7 separate regions of the Mus musculus genome follow, and all the other regions are linked to region 4. Evidence: chromatin contacts called from public HiChIP or PLAC-seq and promoter capture Hi-C data. All regions are on one chromosome and are shown on one strand. The core of a region is the stretch at or near the end of the contact, and the rest is flanking DNA. Distances in the headings are between cores, read along the strand shown.

What was found. Promoter capture Hi-C pulls out the DNA fragments that hold promoters and counts their contacts. HiChIP or PLAC-seq counts read pairs in DNA pulled down with a chosen protein or histone mark. Capture Hi-C pulls out chosen DNA fragments and counts their contacts.
Region 1: a promoter capture Hi-C map of pancreatic islet shows a contact between it and region 4. The contact joins the promoter of Hydin here to the promoter of Vac14 in region 4. A contact is called at or near these places in 5 of 39 promoter capture datasets (the 3T3-L1 cell line, cranial neural crest, hippocampal neurons and 2 more), 4 of 484 Hi-C or Micro-C datasets (granulosa cells, liver, myocytes and 1 more), 4 of 115 datasets of contacts at active chromatin or transcription factors (the 230-238 cell line, astrocytes, embryonic forebrain and 1 more) and 1 of 9 other capture datasets (pancreatic islet).
Region 2: a promoter capture Hi-C map of liver shows a contact between it and region 4, with 2.3 times the contacts expected there. The contact joins the promoter of Pdpr here to the promoter of Vac14 in region 4. A contact is called at or near these places in 6 of 39 promoter capture datasets (the 3T3-L1 cell line, the C10 cell line, the SN4741 cell line and 3 more), 1 of 15 datasets of contacts at CTCF or cohesin (the NIH/3T3 cell line), 5 of 484 Hi-C or Micro-C datasets (CD4 T cells, CD8 T cells, embryonic stem cells and 2 more), 5 of 115 datasets of contacts at active chromatin or transcription factors (the 230-238 cell line, astrocytes, bone marrow-derived macrophages and 2 more) and 3 of 9 other capture datasets (adipose tissue, embryonic stem cells and liver).
Region 3: an H3K4me3 HiChIP or PLAC-seq map of the SCID.adh cell line shows a contact between it and region 4, with 14 read pairs. The contact joins the promoter of Aars here to the promoter of Vac14 in region 4. A contact is called at or near these places in 9 of 39 promoter capture datasets (the 3T3-L1 cell line, 3T3-L1-derived adipocytes, the HPC-7 cell line and 5 more), 6 of 115 datasets of contacts at active chromatin or transcription factors (the SCID.adh cell line, embryonic stem cells, extraembryonic endoderm stem cells and 2 more) and 2 of 9 other capture datasets (adipose tissue and embryonic stem cells).
Region 5: an H3K27ac HiChIP or PLAC-seq map of the NIH/3T3 cell line shows a contact between it and region 4, with 4 times the contacts expected there. The contact joins the promoter of St3gal2 here to the promoter of Vac14 in region 4. A contact is called at or near these places in 4 of 39 promoter capture datasets (the SN4741 cell line, cranial neural crest, liver and 1 more), 1 of 115 datasets of contacts at active chromatin or transcription factors (the NIH/3T3 cell line) and 2 of 9 other capture datasets (adipose tissue and pancreatic islet).
Region 6: an H3K4me3 HiChIP or PLAC-seq map of embryonic limb bud shows a contact between it and region 4, with 4 times the contacts expected there. The contact joins the enhancer-like site here to the promoter of Vac14 in region 4. A contact is called at or near these places in 10 of 39 promoter capture datasets (the 3T3-L1 cell line, 3T3-L1-derived adipocytes, HPC-7-derived erythroid cells and 6 more), 2 of 484 Hi-C or Micro-C datasets (cochlea and embryonic fibroblasts) and 12 of 115 datasets of contacts at active chromatin or transcription factors (embryonic basal ganglia, embryonic forebrain, embryonic hindbrain and 7 more).
Region 7: a promoter capture Hi-C map of pre-B cells shows a contact between it and region 4, with 5 times the contacts expected there. The contact joins the promoter of Exosc6 here to the promoter of Vac14 in region 4. A contact is called at or near these places in 12 of 39 promoter capture datasets (the 3T3-L1 cell line, 3T3-L1-derived adipocytes, the C10 cell line and 7 more), 2 of 484 Hi-C or Micro-C datasets (LSK cells and embryonic stem cells), 3 of 115 datasets of contacts at active chromatin or transcription factors (astrocytes, extraembryonic endoderm stem cells and memory CD8 T cells) and 2 of 9 other capture datasets (embryonic stem cells and liver).

Annotation. Positions count from the first base shown.
Region 1 is chr8:110,265,235-110,269,160 of GRCm38.p6, reverse strand. It overlaps Hydin (HYDIN, axonemal central pair apparatus protein), which reads right to left and starts at 2,184. Exons shown (of 87, transcript NM_172916.2): 1 at 2,130-2,184; 2 at 1,711-1,892. The coding sequence starts at 1,825. It overlaps Gm26832 (a long non-coding RNA gene), which reads left to right and starts at 2,139. Exons shown (of 5, transcript XR_879191.3): 1 at 2,139-2,277; 2 at 3,211-3,364.
Region 2 is chr8:111,093,114-111,096,618 of GRCm38.p6, reverse strand. It overlaps Pdpr (pyruvate dehydrogenase phosphatase regulatory subunit), which reads right to left and starts at 1,874. Exons shown (of 18, transcript NM_198308.1): 1 at 1,793-1,874.
Region 3 is chr8:111,031,383-111,035,177 of GRCm38.p6, reverse strand. Aars (alanyl-tRNA synthetase) reads right to left here and starts at 1,336. Exons shown (of 21, transcript NM_146217.4): 1 at 915-1,336. It also overlaps a transcript of Ddx19b not described here.
Region 4 is chr8:110,615,967-110,619,885 of GRCm38.p6, reverse strand. Vac14 (Vac14 homolog (S. cerevisiae)) reads right to left here and starts at 1,319. Exons shown (of 19, transcript NM_146216.3): 1 at 893-1,319. The coding sequence starts at 996.
Region 5 is chr8:110,918,236-110,921,739 of GRCm38.p6, reverse strand. St3gal2 (ST3 beta-galactoside alpha-2,3-sialyltransferase 2) reads right to left here and starts at 1,875. Exons shown (of 7, transcript NM_009179.3): 1 at 1,635-1,875.
Region 6 is chr8:110,188,307-110,192,111 of GRCm38.p6, reverse strand. No RefSeq gene overlaps it. Among named protein-coding and RNA genes, the nearest start is that of Calb2, 22 kb to the right of the region's middle. Within about 2 kb of position 2,516, at least 15 of the 459 cell types and tissues checked have an H3K27ac peak or open chromatin away from gene starts, as enhancers often do. A contact at or near this core is called in embryonic basal ganglia, embryonic limb bud and oligodendrocyte precursor cells, where this site is marked.
Region 7 is chr8:111,054,617-111,058,316 of GRCm38.p6, reverse strand. Exosc6 (exosome component 6) reads right to left here and starts at 1,978. Exons shown (of 1, transcript NM_028274.4): 1 at 653-1,978. The coding sequence starts at 1,946. The coding sequence ends at 1,125. It overlaps Aars (alanyl-tRNA synthetase), which reads right to left. Exons shown (of 21, transcript NM_146217.4): 20 at 3,695-3,700; 21 at 2,748-3,298. The coding sequence ends at 3,113.

The DNA.
Region 1 (3,926 bases), core at 935-3,434, 350 kb after region 4:
CAGGGCCTGCATGACTATTAGGGATAGCACTGCCCACATGGGGATTAGACCCCTCCCACATCAGTGATTAAGAAAATGCCCCACAGGCCAATCTGATCAAGGCAATTCTTCCACCGAGGTTCCCTCTTCTCAGATAAATGAATATCTGTGTCAAATTGACAGCTGAAGCTAGCTATGATCAATGTACAGGGAGGAAATATTAATTTTATCTCAACGCAACATACAGTGAATTAGTATCCTGCGTATGGACAATGGCCCCGGTGCACCATTTTCTTTTTCTGATGCTTTGACAATACCATGACCAAAAGCAACTTAGAGGGGGAGGGTTCATTTCAGTTTATAGGTTACAGCCCATCGCTGAGAGAAGTCAGATGGATAATTGAAGGAGAATCCATACAGGAACATTGCTTGCTGGCTCACTGGCAGGCTCATGCCTAGCTAGCTTTCTTATACAGCCCAGGACCCCCTGCCAAGGGAATGGTGCTGCCCACAGTGGGCTCAAGATGATTCCCCACAGATATTCCCACAAGCCAATCGTGAGATTCCCTTCTTAGGTGATTTTAGGCTGTGTCAAGTTGACACTAGAACTAAATGGATATCTAGAAATCAATATGAAAAAGGGCATCTGCATTTTAAAAGGCAGCGGATTCACATTAGAGCCGTTGTCAATAATGAACAGTCAGAGACTACTCTATTGGACTAGCAATCAGGGAAACACAAATAAAGTGATCGCCATTCTTTTCCCATCAGGATAATAAAAGTCTTAAAGAACGGGCATTTCAAGCATTCACCAGTATCCAGGGCAAGCCGCACAAACTGAGACAATGAAGCTCACTATACTCAGGAGTGTTGGAAAACAAAACAGGTAACTTTAAAAATAGTTGGATGGTTGTCGTTGCAGGCCCATTAATGCGTGAGCCTGGGCCCTAAAGCAAGATCAATGGTCCCAATTGTGCTGGTGAACATTAGTGCAGGGACAGCTGTGCAAACTGTAGAAATCACAGGGGTGTGAGTGCGAGATGGTAAGAAGGGAACCTCCCAGCCCCCAGCCAAGCAAGGTGTGATTCCCCACATGAGCGGATGCTCTCCAGGAAGAAACTGATGTGAACTTGGGATCCCCAAAACACAGACGAACAATGACTCAGTGGGTGGGCGCATATACCCTCTAGTGATTTGTGAGGATGACTGGGAAAATGTCTAATACATTTTATAAAATGTCCTTAAGGAGTCCCACATTGAAAGCTTTTTGGTGTTTCTGTGACTGTCTGGGTTTGGAAAAAAAAAAAAAAAAACCAAACAAACTCATTATCCTGCATGAGTTTGGATTTTTTTTTTTTAAACTAGTTTCAAATTTGATCTTAATTAAGGTCTGAGTTCTAACACGGACGCCCGTGACTCCACTGTTTATGCTCGTTTAAAATAGAACTCTTGTTCTACAATCTTCCAGACAAGCTCCAGGTGGTACTAGACATGAAGTGGGGCCCAAGTTGCTTTAAGTAAAGATAAGAGCTAAAACACAATCGTCTAATTAACACTCGGGCGCTTGTAATGTTCCGAAATAAAAAACGAAACAACCCCAAGCAGAATCAGGATTCCAGAAATTGAAGCACACACAGAACCCAGGGCCCCGAGGACAGCACAGACCTACAAAGCGCTGGTCCCCAGCTCCAATCCTGGGGCACTCTCTGAGCCCTAATTGCGCACACTCACAGAGAGGCACAGAGGCGGTTAACTGTTGCAGTCTTGCTTCAGGGTCGCATAAGAAGAGCACGTTTGGGATTTTTTCCTTTATATAATTAGCCACACATTTGATCTTCAGGGTCATTTTGAGAACGGGGCAGGAACAGCTGAAGGAAGGGCATGGGACCTGCCATCCATTTTCCTAGGGAAGACTGAAAGCGATTTGCCCAAAGCTGAAGTTAGAAGCGAGCTTCCAGGCGGGAATCCCAAGTACAGAAATCCAAGATCCCCTAAATTCAGTGGGGTGAACAGTAGGGGCCATCTCATCAGTCCCCATAAGCTCACTCTTTCACCCTGAGACCATTGAGAGATCCGGTAACCTCTGTACACTCAGAATCCCAGGGCAAACTCCACACCGCGCTCCCTGACGAAACTGGGTTTCAACTCACAGTCTCTGCACTTTTTGCGCGCCACTTTTTGCTGCACTGCCGAGTCCATCTTGTTACCATCTGTTGCCACAGCAACCGCAGAGTGTGGCTCACACTCTAGTAAGAGGAACGATGATTGGAGGAGGCGGGCGTCCCTAGCAACCGCCAGGTAATGAACCAACAGATTTCCTTTACAGTTTCCTGACCCACAAGCTTCTCTCCCACCCCAACGCCTTCCTTAGCCAGACCTTTCCTGGGTCTTCAAAGCCACTTCACACATGATCTCCGCGAACACCTGCCTCTTGGTGATTCAATCGGGATCCCCATTTCCACAGGAATGTTTAGCCTGTGGTCCTTTGACTTCCTCCAGGGGTCCAGAAATGCCCTTCAGTTAAGTGCTGAAGGAACTGAAAGCAATTCCTAGGACACTGGATGCCCATAGCATCCCCAAAGAGTAACTTTTAGATGGATTAGCCCGTCTTTCTTTTAGGAGACAGAAAATAAAGTGGTGTTCTTCCCAGAGTTCGTTTACAAGTATTTAAATCAGCCCTTAAAACACCTCCCAAAGATTTTTACTAGTGATCTTTCTTTACTCATTCGGAAAAAAAATTTAAAAATTAAAAAAAAAAAACCCACATAGCTAATGATCAGTGATTATTGGCCAAATATTAGTCACCAAGGGAATATTCTAGGCACTAAAAGATTCCAACTGCCAAGAGGGCTTCACCAAGAGTTTACCTCCGGTATGCACACGGTCATAGATGGTGTTATGCATGTTGTCAACAGAGTTATGGCGGGGGAGAGGGGGACGTGGAGCTGGACAGGGTTGTCAGGGATGGCTCTTTTGAGAAGACAGCCCAGAAGCTGAAACACTGGAAGATAAAAGTGACTGGCGGGCCAAAGAGAGAGCAGGGCACAGCAGAAACAGGAAGTTAAGGGCAGAGCTGAGATTGAGTTAGTCCCTTCAGCAGAGGGGGCGGGGAGGACTGTGATGAGATATAAGGAGATGGCTCTTTGCAGAACTGGCCCCTCCTCCTCCAGTACCCAGTGCTCCTGTCCCCTGTCACACCCTATCATGTCACCCAATTTATTTCCTTCACAGACCTTCGTTAGCTTCTTTTCGCCCTGTGGGCTCCATCAACACAGACTGCATTATTTCCATCCCTGCACTTAAAATAGTAACCGGTCTGAGACGAACACCGCATAAATACTTGTTGGCTGCATGAAGTGGCACACCGCAATACCAGGAACCAGGGGTAACTGTGGGGGTGTGAAAGAGAGTTAAGACAGAAAAGCTTCTGTCTTCAGGGACTTTGGATGCCTGTGGAAGAAATGAATTACAAACTGTACTGGCAAGCCATGTGCAGAACTGGGTGGTTTCATTTCTGAGTGTTATGGGAAGTCATTCTGCAACCCCCCCCAAAAGTTCCTTTATTCTTTCTATTGCATCTCAATTCAAGGTTGCACATGTAAAATACCTCCTGTATACCAACCACTGATAAGGAGCCATCAAGACAGACATCAACTCTGTCTGAGGAGCTTATGCCCTGTGGACAGTATGCCCAGCTCAGTTGACACTGGTGGCAATCTATGGCCTCCGATGGCCACTGAGTTCTTGCCTTGTGTCTGCTCCTAACTAGAAGGTGGGATAGATGTGAACTTGTGTCATAAAGACTTTGAGGAAAAGAAGAATGAAAAAAATACCTCTTTGCTAATTTAAAAAATATTGATTTCACATTGAAATGACGAAGTTTTAGATATGCTAGGTTGGACGTTTTGTTATTAAAACCAATCTTCAATTTTCTTCTGCTTAATATG
Region 2 (3,505 bases), core at 625-3,124, 480 kb before region 4:
GAATAGCAACAGGAAAGAAACATAACAGAGAATTCCTCCCTGAGAAACCCTACCATGCCCAGTCCTTTGTCACTGTTTGCTCAATAAACTTATGATCTCTCGGCAAGACAGGAAGAAAAGGACAAACAGGAGATTCAGGAAAGAACAAAGCACGTTTAATGCCCAGTCTGATAAGGCCAAGAAAAGAATGTTGACTCTGTGATCATCATGACCTTCAAGAGTGAAGAGATGAGGGCAGAAAAGACTGAAGTATACCAGGAAGGGAGGGCTAGAGAGATGTCTCAGTGGTTAAGAACGTTACTGTTCTTGCACAGGGCCTGGGTTTGATTCCCAACTCCCACAAGGAGGTAACAATCTTTAACTTCAGTTCCAGTGAATCCAATGCCTTGACTTTTGTGGACATCAAGCGTGGACATGGTGCACAAACGTACACATAGGCAAAACACTCATAAAATAAAATGTGATGAAGGGGTCTGGCAGTAAAAGCAAGCAAGTTTCACAGGAAAAGGAGGTAGAGCCAGGAAAACAGACACTGAAGACTGCAAACTCATTCAAAGGAAAGGTCAGGAAGTTTTGCATTTTCTTGAAATTCGTGAAAATTAACGGTATCTCTACTAGTAAGAGTAACTTCTAAACAGCCTTAAGACCCAGACTGATTGTGCTCGGATCCTACACCAACAAGCTCAATCCTGGAGCAGTGCTCACACCTGAAATTCCCACCACACTGGATACTGAAACAGGAGAAATGCCCAGGTTCCAGGTGAGCTGGGGCCACAGAGCAAGACTCTGTCTTTAAAAGGCAGTCACAGGGACAGTTCTAACAACTCCTGAATGCTTCCTCTGGTAACAGCATGAGCCACAGGTCACAAAGAATGAAGGCTGAATGTACATTGACGCATCTCCCACACATAACTCGGAGGAATCACCAGGGCAAGTTTACAAGCAACAGAATGACCCTCTGAACAGTTTGATCATGCAAGTTCAGGATGCTGTAATTTTCAACAAATGCACCGTTGGCTGAGAGAATTTAAGAAAAATTATACACGTCCCTGACGCCAAAAAGAGGACCCTTGGGCCGGACGTGGTGGCGCACGCCTTTAATCCCAGCACTTGGGAGGCAGAGGCAGGTGGATTTCTGAGTTCGAGGCCAGCTTGGTCTACACAGTGAGTTCCAGGACAGCCAGGGCTATACAGAGAAACCCTGTCTCGAAAAACCAAAAAAAAAAAAAAAAAAAAAAAAAAGAGGATCCTTAAAGGACGTCTTTATAACTAGACCCTCTACCACATCATCATCCCTACAAATCAAGATTGCATAAATGTTCGAAGTAGGCTTGGAGACCGTGGACTCGCACCTCGGGATCACACACAACTGTCACCCCAAGTCACCCACTGGAAACCCCACGGCCCTGACTAGGTCTCTGACAGGAGTCGGTGAAGCACAGCCGAGCCGCACATTACAAGGTGGGAAACCATTCCACCTGCAGAGACGCGGGGCCACCTCTGGCCGTGACAGCAGTGCGCGCGCGCCCGCCCGAGCCGCAGCCCGCCCCGAGGCCCGGTCCGCCGCCCTGGGAGAGCCGGCGCGCAGTCCCGGGACGGCGGGCGCGGCTCCCCGAGGCCCGCGCAGCTCCACTGGCTCAATCCCGGCGCCCGACCGGTGGCACCGCCTCAGAGACCCGGAGGGACGGCCGGGAGCCGGAGCCCAAAGCTCGGACGCCAGGGGCGTGCGGGGCGCAAGAGTTCGCGGGACCAGAAGGCCGCCCGGACCCGCGGGTCCTAGCCGGCTTCCTACCTCACGGGCCCGCGACTCGCGGGCAGCGCGCTCAGCAACGCCCGGCGGAAGTGAAGGGCAGCCCAGCCGCTGAAGAGGGTCTGCGCCGGCCGGAAAGGGGGCCAGGGCATGGGGACGGGGCGGGACGCGGAGCGCAGAGTTCCGGGACCGCGGGGGGCCTGCGACCTTCCGCGCTTTACGGCCCGCGGCAAGGGTAAGGCGGGCGCGCGCGCCGACGCGCCGTGACGTCACCGCGGCGGACCGGCCCGCACGTGCGCTTGTTTGGGTCTCGCCAGGCCCCGCCCCTCCCGCGCCACCTCCGCCTCCGCCTCCGCCTCCGCCTGGTTGACGACGAGTGTGCGGGGACCTGCCAACGTCCTCCGTCCCCGCTCCGGGTCTCCCGCCGGCCTCGGTGTGTGGGCAGTTCGGGTGATCGTCTGCCGCCAGGCCTGAGCTCCGATCCTGCGCGAGGGGTCCGCAGCCCAGAACCACATCTCTCTGCCCGTGGTCACCGTTGTCCGTCCCTGCACGTCGCTTAAGGCCTTTCAGTGCTTGGCTTGGGCAGAAGTTGTACTGTGGGCCTGGCCGCACCTTGGAGGCCGAATCAGCTGACCTTATTTCCCATCTTACTCCTTGCGGCTGCCCAGAGGGAAAGCATTGTTCACTGGAGCCTCAGAAACATCTTCTGCCTTCCATCCCCCCACCCCCGCCCCCAACTCTCAGCCACATCCCCTAGTTTCTTTCACAGCACTCGTTACTAGATTAAATATATGTGTCTCTACACTGGTGTAGACGTGGCCCTCAGATATCTTGAGGACCTAACCTTACTCAGGTGCAGCTTCTCAACACCTTCACCCCGCGCCTGGCGCACACCATCCAATCATCCTTCGCACAAGCAGCAAGCGAAATGGTGTGCTTTAGTTTAGCCTATCTTGTCTTATGAGCTAGTCTTGAACATTATTGCTAGGCTGTGTACCTTGGTGCTGTCTTGAGCGCTCTGACTAGGAACAAGAAGGCTTCAAGAATCTCCTTTTCATGATGTCATTCATTCCCCAGCTTGCTTAGTTTATACCCAACTCACTAGCCATGAATTTCTCCAAGACTGCCCAGATGAGAACTGACAGTAAGACTCAACTCTACCCGGTTCCTTTTTTTTTTTTTTTTTTTTAGTTTATTTGTTTTATTTAAGTTTATTTGTAGCTGGGCAGTGGTGGCACACGCCATTAAACCCAGCACTTGAAAGGCAAAGGAAGATGGATTTCTGAGTTCGAGGCCAGCCTATTCTACAGAGTGAGTTCCAGGACAGCCAGGGCCACACAGAGAAACCCTGTCTCAAAAAAACAAAACAAAAACAACCAAAAAAAAGTCTATTTGTTTTATTTATTTATTTATTTATTTATGTGTATGTTTTTATAGGCAAAGTCTCAGTCTAGGCTGGATTCAAATAGGTACAGAGGATGACTTAGCTCCTGGTCCTCCTGCCTCCACCTCCCAAGTGGCTTGCTTCACCACACATTCAGTTGCCCTTGTTCTCCTGAAACATTAAGCTCAAGACATTTGGAAGCCCCTAGTAGATGAATCCTTTCACATTTTTGGTTAAGTTTTTAATGATACCTATCCCCAAAAAATGAAAATGAAAAGACACTGACCAATCAAAAATATTTGGGGATAGGTTTTTTTAATTTGTCAGGGAACCAAAGGTTTTTGGGTTTGTTTTTTGTTGTTTGTTTGTTG
Region 3 (3,795 bases), core at 87-2,586, 420 kb before region 4:
AGGGGCTTAAAAGGCCTTCAGAACTTTTATTTATTTGTTTGTATTTGCAAGCTTGGGGCCAGACCCAGGGCCTTGAATTACAAGGTGACTTCAGCCACAGGACCTTGTAACATATTTCCATTTACAAGCTAGCCGTTCTGCCTGGCCTCTCCTTTCCCTTCTTCCTAATGAGGTCGTTTTGATCAATCACAAAGAAACATACTTAAGCAAACCTTTCCTTTCTTCACCAGGTCTCTCCTCTTTATACTGTCTCCTAGCCTCAAATGATTTATTTGGTGTGACTATTTAATGCTCACCTCCCAATCACAGTCTATGTTACATCTCAGTAGGAATCCTGGCTGGCTTCACTTCACCGTTACAGTGTATTTTCAGTATCTAGTAAAGTGGTCGTCACCCATGCTCATGATTAATTATACTAATCTGTAAATAGCATGCTCTGCACTAACATACTCCAAAGCACACCAGGAAACTTAGACTGTTTGAAAAAATTGCTGAATATATTTGTTCGGGTGAACCTGAAGGTATCAACTATTCTGTTTTTAAGAATCGAATCGGGCCGAGGGTCGTAGCACACGCCTTTGGTCCCACCACTCTTGAAGATCTCTGTGAGTCGAGACCAGCCTGGTCTACATAGTGAAACCCTGTCTCAAAACAGCAACAGAAAGAAGCGAGTCTGGAGTGCTGGCTCACGCCTGTAATTCCAGCACTTGAAATGCTGAGGCAGGAGAACTGCCGCGAGTTCAAGGCCAGCCCGGGTTACAGAGTTGAGTTCAGGCCAGTCTGGGGTAAGGTGTGAGAACCTAATAAAGAATGAATGAAGATGCCTCTTAGAGAGACTCCATTTATCTTAGTCACCCTGCTCTTCAGGCCTGGTTCCCTAACCCCCTAAGAGATTAAAATTAGAGGAGACAAACCCTTAGCTCTGGGTGGCGACTGAAGAGCAACCGCGATCTTCCCAAGGTCTTGGTCCTCTGCAAGTCCACCAGAAACCACACCACTCTCAGTGCTCCGAGGGAATAGCAAAAGCTACTCTCGAGATCCGGCTCCTGCGGAGACCGGGTCCTGACCCAGGCCAGGGGCGGGACCGCCCGGCAGCCCGCTGCAGCTGCCCCTCCCCCTCCAAGCGCCGGCTCTTCTCGTAGAGCTCTCGGGGCTCACTTGCTTTTTTTCCCGAGGGTCCGGGTCCCCAGGTCCTTCCTTGCCCGGAGCCCACCGCCACTCGCCGGCAGTTACCTGCTCCCTCAGATGCGCACAAGAAGCTATACTCACCCGCCACAACCGGTGCCAGAGCCGTACCTCACCATCCAATCAGAGCGCTCTGATGAAAAGTGACCCGCTACGCCTTGTCATCCTCTGATATGATTGGTCCACTGGCATGCCAATCATTCGGAGCGCGAATGAGCTAACAAGCCGGTTTCTGGGAAGGCTCCTGGGCTCGGCTGATGCAATGCTCAAGAAAGCTAGGACATGGAGTGTCACGTGACAGGGTTGACTATTGGCTTCAGGAGGCAGACATTTTGGGTTCTATTGGCAAAGCCCTAATAGTTGACAGTTAACAAGAGGAATGAAAACATGAATTTGGTGGCGATCACAGATTTTGGCATAGAACTGTTTAACTGCAAAGTGATACACGTACCTCAAAGGTTCGTTTTTCGGCCTTTTGAAACGGAGCAAGGTGGTCTTGAAATCAGGGGATTTGCCAGTCTTGCAGGTGTGCACCAATCAAATGTTCTTATTGTTATCGCGTATAGATCGGCATGCCTTCTTTAACGGTACCCTGGACTGAAATAAGTGCTTCAACCACGCCGAAGCGCTTTGGCACTGACTGATACGTCCGGTTCTCTCTTTGAGACAGGGTCTGGATAAATTGTCCAGGTTGGCCTTGAATTTTTCACTCTTGTCTTAGCCTCCGGAGTAGGAGGCAGTACAGTCCTGTGACATTAGGCATAGCTTTATATTTGTCCTTCAGGTCCCAATAAGAAGAAATTCGGGTCTTGATTTTGAAGAGGAAGAAATGACGTAACCCAAGTTAAAGGACATCTGTCCCTCTGTTTGCTTTAGAAAACAAGTCAACATTCTTAGGAAACGCCTACAACGGTGACGCACATCCATAGTCCCAGCACTTGAGAGCCAAGAGGATCAGAGCTTAAGGCTACCCTTGGGCCTTGGGCACAGTCTCAAAATAACACACACAAAACCTAAAATCTATAGGTAAGGCATCACACTAAAAAGTTCACACACCGTTTAATTTTTAAACTGTATTATCAGGTCTGCTAGTACCACTTTTTCACAGATGAGGAAACCCCAAATTACACGAAAACTTTTTCATGATGTACAGCTTTACAGAACAAAGAGAGTCATAAGTCAAGGTAATTTTAAAATATAGTGATGGTTATATCTGAAAGGCGACTATAGCAAGATGGAAAGCTTTTCTATAGACCCAAGATGTTATCTGATGGCATCTTTAGCTTTTTGGATGGTGGAAGCCAGTGGTCTGGTAAGTTAATAGATTCCAAATGGTTTCTATCTGTTAGTACAAGACTTTATTAGTTCAAACACAGAAATGGACAAAGAATGGTTGTTTTCAGAAGGCCAGAACTAGTCCAAGACAAATTCAATTAGCCTGTGAGCTTACGACATTCCTGTCTTCACAGTACTGACCTCAGATCTAATCAGTCAATTAGTATCCACAGACATAGTATAGTCTCTTTCCAGTTTTTGTTCACAGCTATATACCAAGACCTTGTCTTTTTATTTTTATTTTTTCCTCTGTTTTTACATAGTCCCTGGCTATCAAATAACTCAACAAATAAACCAGGATGGCCTTGAACTCACAAAGATTTGCCTGCCTCTGCCTCCCAAGTGCTAGGTTAAAGGCCCTTGCAACAGGATCAGCTTTTCTTTTTTCTTTTCTTTTCTTTTCTTTTTCTGTCTGTCTGTCTGTCTGTTTGTTTTTCGAGACAGGGTTTTTCTTGTATAGCCCTGGCTGTCCTGGAGCTCACTCTGTAGACCAGGCTGGCCTCGAATTCAGAAATCCGCCTGCCTCTCCCTCCCGAGTGCTGGGATTAAAGGCGTGCGTCACCACGCCCAGTTTGCCCAGGGTGTCATAAAGAGATGAGCAGAGGGCTAGAGAGATGGCTCAGTGGTTAAGAGCACTGGATGTGTGCCACCACCGCCCGGCAGGATCAGTATTTCTTAAAATGTAGACACTACTCCTGTGAAGGAATTTCTATTCATAGGTCAATTCAACAACAAATGACAACTTGAAACTTCAAGTGACCTGGAGAAGGCATCTATGGGTCTTTGGAGAGAACATGCTCAGTGCGCATGCGTAAGCAAGAGCCGTTCAGTGCCCCTCTTATGATTGGCTGGGAGGAGCCAACTTCAAAGGCTCAGCCAATGGAGCTTCGGCTTGGTTTGGATTGTGAGTGGCCGTTGGGGAAGCCTAACCGCCATGTTGCGCCGCGATGGCCGGAGCTGCTGGCCGGGTCGAGGTCGAGCCCGAGCCCGAGCCCAAGCCCAAGCTCGGAATCCACTTTCCCTGCCCCTGACTGGTGTGAGTATCTGTGCGGGTAGCTTTCCTTCCGTACCTTTAGGCGCTTTTCTCGCTGCTAGAAAGAAGGCAGGGGAATAAATGAACGAGTAAAAGCTAAGGAGACAGCGGGGCAGTGGTGGCGCAACGCCTTTAATCCCAGCACTTGGGAGGCAGAGGCAGGTGGATTTCTGAGTTCAAGGCCAGCCAGGTCTACAGAGTGAGTTCCAGGACTGCACAGAGAAACCCTGTCTCAAAAACCC
Region 4 (3,919 bases), core at 70-2,569:
GTGGTTGGCTCCTGAACACCCAGATTATGGGTAGTGAAACTGACGTGCTGAATTTACAATTTGTACTGATTCATTACTTTGTTGTTGTTGTTGAGACTGGATCTAGCCCCGTGACCAATGCTAATCTCAAACGAGTACAGTATTTCTGCCCGAGCCTTCCAAGTGCCAAATCTCAAGCCTGTGTCACTACTCTGGTTAACTTAAATTTACATAGACACATATGGTCCGCTGTTACCAAGTTGGATGTCTTAACTCCTAATGTTTTTCTAGTTTTACAGGCTGCTGCTTTCTACTCTTCTGAAACCACCTACTCAACTGACTGTTACTAAGATTTGGCTGGGGGAAAAACACGTGCTCTCTCACATACTCAGCAAAACATTACCGAATTAAACATTCCCTATTTCGAACACCTGGAAACACCAGTGCACTATTACACACACGTATACTATTGCAGAAGCGGGGAAGGGCAAATCTTCCCATTTTCACTTGCAAGGGAGGGTGGCCTGACAATCTTCTGAGCATTGGATCACGTGCTTTGACCTATTTCTACACTTGGCCACTTCAGAAGCTGCAAAGAGAAGGCGGGACACCATAAGCAAATTCTCCACCTCCTCAGAGAGGCCACTCTCCGATCTAGCTGGCTTTTGACTGAGGCCACACTGAATGTGTCAGGTACTGCGCTAGGTTCTGCACATACCTTAAGTCAATTCATTTTCACTGCTATCTGGGAGCACCAGGAGGTTAAGACTAGCAAAGATAGGGCTCTTGGATTTCCCGCTCTAAAGCAATGTGCTAAGAGCTGAAACCGGAGAGGTCAATACCGAACCCTCGCCGCGGGCAAGCAGAACCGCTAGGCGCTGCAAAGCCAGGGCGGGGTCCCAGGAGCTCTTACTTCTCGATCTCCAGCGCTGCAACCTTCCGCTTTTCGTAGAGTTTATCATTCAGGGCCCTTACGATGTTGGGAGTGAGCGGCGCAAAATCCTTCTCTGGGTTCATGGTGGCAGCTCGCGCTGCGCCTGGGAGCCTCCAGACACCTTAGCCCGAGGTTGCCTGGGCCGTGCCAGGGCCGGGGGAGTGTGCGGCTCCGCGCGGACACCGGAGCCTGCTCATGGGCTATGCCGCCCAGGGCCCGCCTGCCTCGTCCCGCCGCCACGCGCCGCCTCGGGTCCCCCTGCTCCGACCCTGCTCTCCCACGCGCGACCCGGTCCGCCCCACGGCTCACGCGACCAGCTCCCGCCAGGAACCGGCAACGCTCACTGGGCCGCGGCCATGTTACTCAGGTCACGTGACGCCGCGAGCACTTCCGCCTTCCGCCGACCGAAGGTTCCGCCCCCCCAGGCCACGCCCTCTCGTGCTTGCTGCAGCGGATTGGCCACACTTGTCAGGGATCCACCCCACTCTTCACCTGCTGCTGGCTTCGGTGCGGGTTTTTGCTGAGAGTGAAGAGCAGGTGGTGGGAGCCGTTTCAGGCTCACTGCCAGAGCTTTGCGCAGAGCGGGGGGCTTCTGGAAACAGTTTATAGAGGGAGCCTAACTCAAATTTAATTTATGCATTAATTCTTTGGTCACTTAACAGTCACTTTCGCGTATGCCAACGTTTCCACCATTTTCACCATATCTTAACCATCTGTCTGATTTTACATTTTATTTCTGCGTGTGTGCATGCACCAACGAGCGCCTTTGGAGGCCATAGGGCAACTTGGGAGGGAGTCGGATCTCCCCACCCACTCACCATGTGGGGGTCCCAGGATTGAGCTCCAGTCCGCCAGGTTTGGCGGCAGATGCCTTTGTCTGCTGAGCCACCCCTCTAATCCAATTATTATTTTAGAGACAGGGTCTCAAACTCTCTCTATAGCTGAGGATAGCCTTGAAATCTCGATTCTCATGCCTTTATCTGCTGAGTGCAGGGATTACAGGCAAGCGTCACTACAGTTGATCTTATGTGGTGCTGGGCGTGGAACCCCGGGTCTGGTCAAGTCTACCAACTGAGTCAAACCCTCAGATTGTATTTAATACACATGTGCTACTCAGATGTGTGTGTACATATGTATGGAGATCCGAGGTCAGGTGTCCTCTTTTTTTTTTTTTTTTTGTTTGTCTGTCTGTCTGTTTGTTTTTTCGAGACAGGGTTTCTCTGTGTAGCCCCGGCTGTCCTGGAAGACCAGGCTGGCCTTGAACTCAGAAATCCTCCTGTCTCTGCCTCCCAAGTGCTGGGATTAAAGGCGTGAGCCCCCATGCCGGGCAAGGTGTCCTCTTTTGCTCTTATTTTTCCACCCTTATTGAGACAAGGTCTTATGTGTCCTAGGCTGGACTCTATGCATAGTGATTAAAAAAAAAAAGTCCTGGCTAATTTTTATGTCAACTTGATACAAGCTAGAATCATCTGAGAGGAGGAAGCCTCAATTGAGAAAATGCCTCCATTAAGATTGGGCTGTAGGCGAGCCTGTAAGGCATTTTCCTAATTAGTGATTGATGTGAGAGGGTCCTGCCCACCATGGGTGGGTCCACACTAGGCAGAGGTTGCTGGATTCTATAAGAAAGTAGGCTGAGCAAGCTTTAAGGAGAAAGCCGGTAAGTAGCATTCCTCCATGGCCTCTGCATCAGCTCCTGCCTCTATGTTCTTACTTTGAATTCCTTCAGCGATATAAGCTATATGGCGAAATGAACCATTTCCTCCCCCAAGTTACTTTTGGTTTTGGTGTTTTTATCACAGTAGTAAAAACCTTAATAAGATAATAACTGAAAGGTTAGGTTCCTCAGGCCTCCACCTTCCTTATTGCTGGGATGACAGGCGTGGGCTACCACACTGGGTTTATGTGGTGCTGAGGACAGAGTGGGAGGCTTTGTGCATGCTAGTCACCTAACTGAGCTACACGCCCAGTCCCGACCTTTTCTGTAATGAGATCTTTCACTGAACCTGAAACTCATGGATTTGGCTGGGGGGCTGACCAGGGAGCCCTAACTGGCCCGTTTCCACCTCCCTCACCTCCCAGTGCTACAGTTAGAGACCACAAGCTCCGCCTGACCAGGTGTTTAAGTGGGTACAAGGAATTTCAAGACAGGTCTTTGGGCATGTGTGGCTAACACCCTACAGGTTAAACCAACTCTCTGGTCCCTCGAATCTATTTCCTTTTAAAAGAAATCTTAAACTTTCACCTCATCCTTGCTTGTGCCCTGAAGTGAAAGATTAAAATGTTTCTTAAGACATATTAAAATATTAGCCATTTAAAAGTGGTATTATCATCCCCTTGGCAATGGGCAGAAAGATACCTTGTTGGTGTTGTTTTTAGTCAGGGGGGCAAAACAGATGGCAGTTCCTTATTCATCCTGGTTTGATCCTGGTTTGGTGTCCAAAGTTGTTTCAGTCCTCTGTGAGGTGGCTCAGGGAGCGTGATACCTTCCCCCGACCTTGCCTCTTTGCCACCCTTGGCAACTGGAAGAGCTGGCCCATCTGGGGTCATGAGAGCAGGTGACCTGGCCCTATCCCTGGCCAGCTGCAGCGTACTTCACCCCCTGCCTCACCTTGGCAGCATAGTAGGGCTAGCCCTGGTCAAGGGATGTGGGTAAGCCAGCCCGAGGGTGCAAATTCAGGAGAGATGGCCCTATCACTCTGCCATGGCATGGGTGTGGGGGTGATGCCCCCCAACTCCTCAATCACCTGTGGTAGTAGAGCAGGTGAGATGGCCCTGTCCCTTGCCAGTTGTAGTACTTGTGAGAGTGGGCCCTGCACTGTACCTGGGCAAAACAGTGGAGCTGGTCCTGATGTTGAAGACATGGGTGAGTCAGCCCCAAGGGTGAGAGAGTGGAAGAGCCAGCCCAGCTCCTCACGAGCTGCAGCACAAGGACCCTGTGTCTTGACTGGGCACAATGGAGCTGGTTCTGGAGGCATGCATGTAGGTGACCCCGCCCTGAGGGCATGA
Region 5 (3,504 bases), core at 626-3,125, 300 kb before region 4:
TCTGGGGGCACCGACACTCCCACAGGCCCCTGGCAAGCTTGCACATTTGGATATAAACATTCACGCAGTTGGCCTCCTGGCCTCCCTTCTCCAATCTCAAGTTACAAGGTTAAAAGCATCCTACTCACAGCCAAGGGGGGCAGGGAGCATGGGCGGGACCTCGTGGAAGCAGACAACCATCTGGTTCAGATCAAGACTGCTCACTCAGGACCCTTACAAACTTCTGAAGAATCTCCTCCTTCCTGGATGGCTCACAGGGTTTCCCTCCCTCCCTTCCCCACTGGGAGACTGGGAGACAGGGGAAGAAAGTGTGACCCAAAGGAAAATCCGGCTGAAGGAAGACAAACAGAAAGCAAACAAACAAAAACTGAATTATGCAGTCAAGTCTGTGTACCCTCCATCCCTCTTCAACTCAGAATCACCACAACTAAACAAGAGATCACCGCCTGTAGGCACCGTACCTTCTTCCACAAAGCACTCAGGCAGGCATCCCCCACACCATCCCCCAGAAGGGGCAACCCTCCTCCAAAGTTAGCAGCAGGAGTCAGATTAGCTTAGAATGATGACCAGAGTCCTTCAATGTCACCATCTTCATAGAGGTAAACGGTCCCTTCCAACCCACACTTCTGAGCCCACCAAGCATGAGGACGGGATGGCCAAACAGTTTCTAGACATTTGTAGACAGGAGTATGGGTTACTGACAAGGAATGACTGACTACTTCCCAGGGGTCCCAGGGGTCCCTGAATTATTCTTAGTACACAGATGAAAAACAAGAGGCAACATGGGAGGAGATGGATGCAGTTGGCAAGAGAGAAGCAGAAAGGCTAACTTGAACGAGCAGCAAAAGGACTGAGACTCCTTTCCAGGTGGAGGGCTGTGCAAAGCAGGGACAACAGAAGTAGTGGAAGAACTAAACAGGGAACACTGGAGCTGTATATGGGGCTGGGAAGTTTGATTCAGTCACAGGGGCATGACTGGAGGGAAGTAACGTGTCTTATATGGCAAAGGATGGAAGGAACAAGAGGGACAAGGGACAGTGCTCAGGCCAGCGTCCAGAGAGGACGGGCACACCATGACCAAGTTTCCGGTGGGTTCATGCCTCAGTTTTTCCAAAGTAGGAAGGGGATCAAGCTGTCAGGTCTTATTAGAGAGAACTAGGCCACAGAGTGTGGCTAGGGGTCAGTGCCAGGTGGGGGAAAGGCCGAAGGGTAGAGGAAAGAAGTGAAGATGGTGCAGACAGCTTGTGACCAGGAGAAGTGGGGCAGGGGATTCCGGATGGAGCAGGTTCCCAAGCGCCCTAGGGCTGGAAGTACCAACACCTGGGGTGTGGAAGTGTGGACGAGGACAGAGAACTCCAAAGGCTGAGGCTGGGGGCTGCCAGCAAGGAGTGTTACAGGAGTGCCTGAAAGACTGGGAGTGGTTAGATATGCAGAAGCAGAAGACGGGGATCCCGATCGAGGCCAAGGCAATCGGACCCCCGCCCACACGGCGCCCAGACCCGAGGGAAGTTGCTGGGCTGGACCCGCTGGATCTGGGCCTCTGGGCCAAGCCCGCTGCCCGCACAGAAGACGGTAGGGGCAGCACGGGGCCCGGGGAGCCCCGCATCCCGCCCTCTCTCATCCCGCCCGCGCACCTCAGTCTGCGCTGGGCGCCGCGCGGGCCATGCTTGCCGCTCCTGCCGCCGCCTCCGCCCGTGCAGAGAGCTGCCGCCGCTGCCGCCGCCGCCGCCGCCGCCGCCGCCTCCCGCGCCTGGACCCGTTAGCTTCACCGCTCTCCAGTCCGCCAGCCTCGGGCCAGTCCCGCCCTTGCCTGGCCCTGCCCTCCCGGAGCGCCGCGGCTGCAGCTCAGCCCGGCCCCTCCCCCCACCCCTACCCAAGCTAAAGGGAAGGGTGGGGGAAGGGGGCGGGTGCCCCCTCCCCATTCACATCCTCCGGGGCTCTCCCCTCCCTCCTGTTCCCCCACCACCACTCGCTCAGGCATGCTGGGATATGTAGTCCAGCCTGGCAGGACCCGCCAGCATCGCTCTGCATATAGGACTATTGCTCCCAGAAAGCAATGCACTCCCATATCTGGGCTCATGGTCTTTGTAGTTCTGTCCGGATTTAGAGGGTTAAGGCACAGCACTAAGGGGCGTATTCTTCAGTTTCACAGCCACGCGACTCTGGGCTGCTGAAGCCTGGGAGGTGCAGTCTGCGGTACCCCAGCCGGGCTTTGGTACCTGGTTCATCAAAGGATGCGAGTAAGCTGAGGATGCCTCTCACACAGGACTGTGATCAACTGCGGCCAAGCCCAGCTCAAGGGAACTGTTTGTACTTGCTCTTGCCAAGAGCCACGACCTGAGCCAGCTGGGTTCATGCCCTGGCCCAGCAAGCTGCAACTGCAGTGAGGGCACTAGGTCCAGGCTGTTGAAAAGAGGGGCACCAGCAGCGATGTGGAAATAGGGTTTGCCACTATGTGACTGGGCACCTCACATTGCAAACTGTCTTGCTTGTAGGCACCCTACAGCCTTTATCCATTAGGGCATCTCTTGACTTCAGACTTCTGACTCTTAGATGCCTATTCTCTAGGGTAACATGCACACATTTTAAATATTTATCCACATCAGTGTTAGGCAATCCTTTCCTCAACTTTCAAACCAAGCTCCAAAACCATTAGGAAGTTCCTAATTGATGACACATTCAGTCTCCAAATGTCTCTGACTGACCAATGATACTCAAACGACTTCTGGTTCATTAGTTCTGGGACCCTAGAATTTTAAGTGTGTTCGTTCTTTCTCTTATTATGTAACCCAAGGTAGTCGTAAATTCCCTTTGTAAGCCAGGCAGGCCCGCCTGGAATCCATGATGGATTCTCTTGCCTTAGCCTCCTGAGGGTTGTTATTATGGACACTGAGCCATCACACCCTGCAATGAATCTTTTGGGTTCAGACTCCATCACAGAAAGCCTGACCTAAGATTGAACTCGAGTAAACTAACAGACCAGTACCTAGCACCGGTTTCCAGGTTACTCCCCAACAAATCTGCACCCCCCAGGTTACAAGCCCGCCCCCTGGCACTTCACTTTCTAACAACCACCAATCAGGAGGAAAGCAGAAGTTAAGTTTATGGTTTGACTTCCAGCATTAAAGGCCATCATTCCGCCCGTCGTCCCTCCCCCGCCCCCCCCAATCAGATGTGTACCAGACTAGAGACCCACTTCTTGCCTCTAAAAATGCTTGCCTGAAACTAGGTTCAGGGCTCCACTTTCCTACTGTGTCAGCGTTGGTAAGAGACAGGGGGGGGGGGGGAGCTCAAGCTTAAATAAAGAGACTCTAATGCGATTGCATCTGATTTGGCTCCTTGATAGTCTTTTCGGGATTCACGAATGCTTCCTGGCACAACACTACAGCTCAGGAGAATCTCACAGACCAAAACCCTACTTCTTTACGATGCAGTCATCAGGAAGGCTAGGCATTCTATCTCCAAGCCTCTACGAGAAGCTAAATTCTAACTTCATTGTCAGCT
Region 6 (3,805 bases), core at 1,267-3,766, 430 kb after region 4:
TGAAAGCAACGACGTTGTACCTCAGACACCTGGGAAACATGAGCATAAAGGTCATGCTGACAGAACGCAGTCTTGAGAGGATAGGGAGGGAAGGGCATTGTGTCTCCAGGGTCTTCCTTTTCAAAGTCTATAAACCTCTCCTGAGAAAACAGCAGACAGATCCTAACTGACTGGCGGTCTACAAAATGTTTGATCAGCACTTTCCAAACTTTCAAGGACATCAGAAGTGGGGTAAAAGCCTGAGCAACTGTCACAGGAGGAACCTAAAGAGACATGACATCTACTGTCAAATGGTAGCCTGGGTGTGGTGCTGGAGATGAGCAGGGACAGCGGGCAGAAACTAAGGAGGTAGAAAGTGTATTGACTCTAGTTAAGAAGATTCTGTCGGTATCTATCCATTTGCTGTGACAAATGCGTGTTAAGGATTGGTGACCTGGTTTATGTGAGTGGTTGCTGTTGCTTTACAAGTCACAGCTTGGTGGCTTACTCTGCTCATCTACATAAGAACTGTACACTTGCAATGGGGACTAATCTCATGTTGAAGATGGTGGCACCCTTCCCAATCCTGAGAATGTGTGGGCATGACACTTCCTATTACAGGAGGTAAATTAGTTCATGGAAACTAAGTCAAAGAATTTTGGTGGAAGAATGACCCTAAGTTATTTAGGAGGGCCCCATGGTCATTGTAAGATATAGTATCATGTATCTGGTTTGAAGACAAAGGAAGAGGCCACAGCTACGGGGTGGAAGCAACATCTAGAGACTGGGAGCAAAAAGGGACAAGGCCTTCCAATGGGACTCTCCCTGCTGACATGTTGGTTTCTAGTTCAGTCAAAATGATTTTGGACTTTTTTTTTCTAGAACTGCAACATCTATTTAAGCCACTAGCCTTATAGTATTCTGTTATAGCTACAATAGGAAACTTATACAGACATCAGTATGAGTGACCACTACTACTTGGCAGTGTCCATATGCCTTACTTCCTTACCACCCCTACATCACTATGCACCCCCCCCCAAATAATTCCTTCTGCCATCTTCCTGAGAAGCCCATTGTTCCTACTCCCATCCTTTTGCCACGAGATAATATGCCTAACTTAGTTCAGTCCTGAGTGTTCTGCCGGGTTTTTGGTGGTTGGCCATGAAAGAACATTCTAGTATCTAAACAACTGATTTACCCTTTGTGTCTTCCAGCACCAAATCTCACCACCTTGATGATCATAGACCCCAAAACTAAATAAAACCAATTTGTGAATAGTAAATCAATATTACTAAGTACTCCCCAACAAGCAGGATGGAAGAGAATATTTTAGCATCATGTGTCAGACAGGCTAAGGTAGTCAAACTCATTCATGGAGGCAGGAGAACAAACATTTATTTTCTTCATTTCTTATTTTTGAGTCATTCCAAGAGTCCCATAAGCCTTTTATTCTTACAGAAGTTATACACAGAGAGAGGGACAGACAGATACACAGACAGACAGATATACAGAGATTAATGAGAAAATTGCAATTTAAAAGATGAAGCAGAAGAAATGAGATGTCTCCGTGGCTATAAGCACTTGCTGGTCAAGCCTGCTGACCTGTGTTCAATCCCCAGAACCTACAGTGGAAGAAGAGAACCAACTCCGGAAACTTGTCCTCTGACCTAACAGGCATTCTGTGGCGTGAATAACCTGCACACATATGGGGATTGGGAGGCAACTATTTCAGAACAAGTTGTTGTTTTCTCTCTTTCTTTCTTTCTTTCTTTCTTCCTTCCTTCCTTCCTTCCTTTCTTTCTTTCTTTCTTAAGATGAAGAAATTTGTATGAGGTCAAACAGCTGACAGGTCGCAGCGTTTGAACTCATATTTGTCAGATGCTAAATCTCATGGTCTGGGCCATTCGAATCCATGAAACCCATCTACAGTGGGGCAAGGGTTAGTGTTCTGGATTAGCACTTAGAAGGGGGCACACTGGGACACCTAGGGACTAGCTCCTTGAGTTTAGCGGTCCTCAGTTCCTTATAGCGGATGGCTAAATCCAAACTTCCAGAGTCCTCTGCAGGACTTCAGGCCCCTATTACTAATTACTGAGGCAACAATTCACTCAATCAGTGCTTGTTCATGTGGGAACCTGGCTGTGCTGAGGCAGGACACAAACCCCTCTACTCATTTGTGCACAGCTGGAAACTATTCCCCAATAGGTCTGGCTCAATCTGGAGCCCCAAGAGTGATGACTAACTCCCTTGTAGCTTTGGGCCTGGGACTCCCTAACCCTTCAGGTGGCTAGTAAGCCCCTCCTTGCTGCCCTCTGATTCTGTCTGCTCAGGGGAGACTGGCAGAAGAAATGTTAAACCCAGGAGCTGCATAACACCCCAGAAACACAATCACCCTAAATTCTTAGCTGGTCCAAGTCAGTGCTCATCCCTTGAACTGGGCTGTGGAGTCTTGAAATAGCCTGGCTTTGCTCCCTGTGGTGTCTCCAGGCAGCTTTCGTAGGGTCTAGTTGACATTTGCAGTAAAGACCTATTAAATCCAGGCCTCCTTCCTACAGCTGAGACTGGAGGGCAGCTGCAGCTGCCAAACAGTGGGGAAGAGCTATTGAAATCACACGTGGGACACACACACACACACACACACACACACACACACACACACACACAGAGAAGCTTGTTTGGCACTCACAGAAAGAAAATCTCCTTGATGCCTGCTTTCTGTGGAGGTGGCTGAGGGAGAATTCTAGAGGGAGTCACAAGCTGCTGGGGGACAGCAGCAAATCCAAGAGCCCCACCATAGCAGTAGCGGGGGACAGACTTCCTCACCTGTAACTCATTTACTCTTATTGATCTTCAGATCAAAGGGGATCAGTTCACAAATCAAAAGATGCTGCTCCTTACCTCCTGCTATGTCTGCAGCCTGCCTCACCGGCTTCGAAAAACCCTCCTTGGGTCTTGATTAGCCTAGACATCTCCAGGTTGGGAGCTGTGTCGTGGGGGCAGGGACTTAGGGGTGATCTGTTTGGCATCCAACAGCTCAGCATGCTTGAACTCAGATGTCCCAGGCATTAGCTCAGAGATGAGAAGCCCGGGGGCCCTGAGTCCTGACGCTTCTGCCACCATCCACTTAGTTTATAATCTTTATTAGGTTACCTCCTAGGGCATCTTTCTCAGCTAGGGAGCAGGGGTGTGGGAAACAAAAGGATTGGCTTCAAATCCCAACTGCGGACCTAGGGAAATAGATGGCTTAGTGGATAAGATCATTTGCTCTGCAAGCAGACGGACTGAGTTTAAATCCCCAGCACCCGTGTGTGTGTGTGTGTGTGTGTGTGTGTGTGTGTGTGTGTGTGTGTGTGCCTGCCTGTGGGTATACACCCATGAGTGCAGGTGCCCATGAAGGTCATAGGTCAGATACCTTAGAGATGCTGGAGCAGGAGTTACAGGTGGCTGTGGGCTGCAGGTGTGGGTGCTGGGGACTGGACTCGAGTTCTCCAGAGGAGCAGCCAGGGTAACCACTGAGCCATCTCTCCAGCCCTCAAAGATCATCTCCTTAACCACTAAGCTTAACTCCCAGAAAGATCCCATCCAAAGAGTTGACAACAGATACCTTTAGAGGGGCAGTCACAGAGGGATATCTTCTATTTTGAGGTTGTTGGTTTTTTTAATCTACTTTATCATTTTTTCTAGTATATGATTTTACATTTATGTCGTAAAATGCATAGCACTTTAAATGATTTTTTTTAATTTGTATGTTCTGTCTGTGTTTTGCCCAAATGTAGCTCGTCCACCTCATGTATGCAGTGACTGTGGAGGCCAGAAGTGAGAAGAT
Region 7 (3,700 bases), core at 729-3,228, 440 kb before region 4:
CAAGCTGTAAGGTTGTGTGTGCTAACCTAACCAACCTCTTGTGCTGGGATTAAAGGCGTGTACCACCACCACCCAGCCAAAATGTATACTTTTTTCTTGACACTTATTAAGTAACCCCTTACTTAATAAGTGCCACACAGCTTCCTCCAATTCAACCCTAAGTGAAGAAAAGCCCCTATAATCCTGGTCAGGCCCGCTCTGCCTTATGGAATAGCCAGGCTGTAAGCGATGCCACAGTATTTAGGTGGTCCCCATTTGAGTAGTCCATTGCTGCACTGAGCCTTAGTGCCAGGAGCCAAGCCTGGACAGGACACCAGGATGGGACTGGGCGTCCTTCCAGAGCATAATCCTTCAGTTACCCAACTCCTAGACATGATTTTGTCCTAAAGGAAAGGATAGGGGGGCACCAGAACTTCTTTTAACTCTCTCCAGTTCCCTCCCCCCACCCCCAAAAAACAGGGGTTTCTGTGTGTAGCCCTGGCTGTCCTGGAGTCTCCTCAGACTTATCACCTCAGCAGCTGCCCCAGACAATGCTCCAGGGCACGAGGTTTCTCCTACAAAGCACATCACCCCTTCTTAGTTACAGTGGGCTAATATGAACACTTAAGGCAGTAATGACTCGGAGCCCTTGAAAACACAGACTCAACACACACCCAGTTCAGAACAGCATTGTTTCTAACTCTAGTATCAAGAAAAAACACAACAGATGTATTTCCAGTCATAAAATAGTTTTTATGTTTTACTCTGAGTAGTGAGAAGGCAAAGTCCCCTGGTCCATCCTCTCAAAAGAATCAGTTTATTATGTATTGGAGCCAATGGCTGGCCTGCACTGGGTCCATCTCCTACAAGACCATAGCCCCTTATCTCATTTACTAGGTAAATCCAGCCCAAGTCCTTTCCAACTTGGGAGTATGGCTGCTTTCAAATCTCTCCAACTGGATCGTGTTTCCAACGGCCTTTTAAACCTTTCCAACAGAGCTGTCCAGTGCTTTGGTTCTGTGCGCCCAACTGCCCCACTCTTCGTTTCTCAGCTCTGCGGAGTCAGGCGACCATCAGCGCTTGGTCCTTTAGGGAGAGAAGGGCGATAGCAGTCCTCGAATCCTCGTCGCTCCGGTTTTTTCCAATCAGGGTGGGGCGGCGGCACCCCTCCGGCGGGCAGCCCGCACCAAACACTGCTGCAGCACTGGGTAGAGGCGCTGGCAGCCCTCCAGGCCCAGGCGCACAGCATCGGTCCAACTCTCAGTCTGCCCGCCTTCCCCACTGCCCAGTAACCCGGCCACCTGATTGAGCACAGGCATGAGGGCCACCGTGAGACCGGCCGCGGAGTGCTCCTCCTCCAGCCGCGTGGGGTCCAGCAGCCAGGTCGGGGAGGGTCCCGGGGTGAGGCTCAGGCCGCAGCCCACCACCAGATCGTACATCTCCACTCCCGCGTCGGCCAGGGCGAGCGCGGCCGCGGTGAGCGCCGCGGCCAGCGCACAGCCGCCGTCCTCCAGCAGCAGCGCCGACACCTCGAGCTGAGCACGCGGGTAGCGCCCCAGGCGCACGGCGGGCTCCAGAGCCTCCTGTAGCGCCAGTCCCAGCTCGCGATCCTCCCCGCCGCCGCCCTGGGGCGCGCGACGCCGGCGACCGGAGAAGGGAGCGCGGCGGAAATCGCAGAGCAGGCGACCCCGGAGGGCAGCGGGAGCTTCCCCGCCCGCTCCCGCAGGGCCGCTGCCGCGCTCGCCGCCCTCGGCCTGCCGCGGACCGGACACGGCGCACAGCACCTTGGTCCCGCCCGCCTCCAGGTAGGCGGAGCCCTTGGCCTGGCTCAGCAGCCCGGCGCGCGCGTACACCGGGCGGAGCCGCGTCGGGTCGCGAGCAGCGGGCGTCTCGTCGTCTTCGGCCGCGTACAGCTGCGGCGGCTGAGACTCCTCCGGCCCGCGGATGCGGCGATGGTCTCCCGGCATGGCGGCTACCGGCGTGCGAGCTACTTCCGCCTGCTGGGCTGCCCTTGCGCACCCGGCTCTTCCGCTCGCTTAAAGATGCGCGCCCGCGCAGAGCCTATCGGGAGAGCGGTAGGTGTGCGCGCTGCCACCTAGCGGAGTGGAGGAAGAACGGCGAGGTATAGCTGGACTCCTATGCTGGTACTTTAGCTAGTCCTAAGGAACGGATCTGTTGTTATTCCTAGAAGTTTGCATTCAGACTGTTTCACATAAGCTTGCCCAAGGTGAGAGGTTTTTGTTTACTCGTGCAATTAGTCCTCTGGCTGCTTCAACACTTGTTTAATAAATGGACGGTATCTCTCTTTGTACAACTAGATATTTCTAACACTCTGAGGAACTGTCATAAGCAGACAGTATCTCTGCTTCCAGACCCTGCTGTTTGTAGATTCATACAAATTGCATTTTAGGGCTGGGCCAGGGTCTTGAACCTACTTTAGGTTAAAGCAGTAGGGGTGGGGCAGTTAGTAGGACACACCTACATGTTCATACTGCCTATATCAGTTGTCTGACCTCATATCAGCAGCCTCAAACAGGCATGTGGACAGGCATGGTGGAGGTTGTCCTAAGAGACTAAGAACAGTGGTTCTCCACTGGAAGCAACTCAGAATTATTTTCCTCCACCCTTCTATTGAATTTCCTGAACTTTCAGGAGTCTGGGAGTCTATTCGGTGATACCATCAACCAGAAACAGGCTGGAACCGTAACAGATATACAGGAGCCAGGGCTCACCTCAGGACAAGAAGCAGAGCGCATGACATCACCAAGTATTGCACATGGTCCTTTTTATTTTCTGCAGAGAAAAGGCTTCCTTCCTCTGCAGACCTAAAGCCTCAGGCTGGCAGAGTGACCTCATCTAGATGTGATCATGACGTTAAAAAGCATTCCTGGGTAGTGATTTTAGACAGATGGTGCTGACATGAATGGGCTCAGAGCAGTAATGGAGGGGGGCAATGAATCACAGGACAGCTCCAGGCGTGTTCCCATTACCGCTGGATCAGGACGGACAGGGCTGCTGAGAGGTCCCATGACTCCAATGTCTTCGTGGCGGGAGGAGAGCTCCTGGCTGAATTCCCGCCTTCGGACATGTCTGGTTGATGGCGAGTTGCTTTCCCGAGAGGGCTTCCCTCCCATCAGTTCTTCACATCTCCCAGACGGAGCTGGGCAAAGGAGGTAGCCAGCTGCAGTGCTTCCTGAAGGCAGCCCACGTTCTTGCCTGTGGCCTGGGCGGACATGTCCTTGCCACCGCCTTTACCATCCATCAGGCCTGAAACCTGCTGGACCCACTCGCTGGCTTTCAGTCCCCGGTTGGCTGCATTCTAGGAGATAGGAGGGGAAAATGGTAGTCAGAATGGGATTGAGGGGGGAATGGCAGGCGCCCCCAACATCCATTTGTATCATGTGTGATGCTACCACAGACTAACACTATAGCTGGCACAGGAGAGCAGCTATGGCTACTGCCAAAGTGAGGACAGAGAGCAAAGCCAGGCATTAGCCAGGAGTGAAGTCTTTCACCAAAAGAAAGCCCGAGGGGTAAAGGTGCCGCAGGAGGCGACAAATGATAGACAGATCAACAGTTTCTAGTGAGGACTGCGTGCACACAAACAGTCTTGGCAAATGCTGTGAAGAAGCCCTCCTTGAGGAGCCACAGGCAGGGTTTCCCACTGGCATACGGGTTTGCAGGCTTTTAGACTGGGACTGTGGGAAGTTCTGACCTGGGG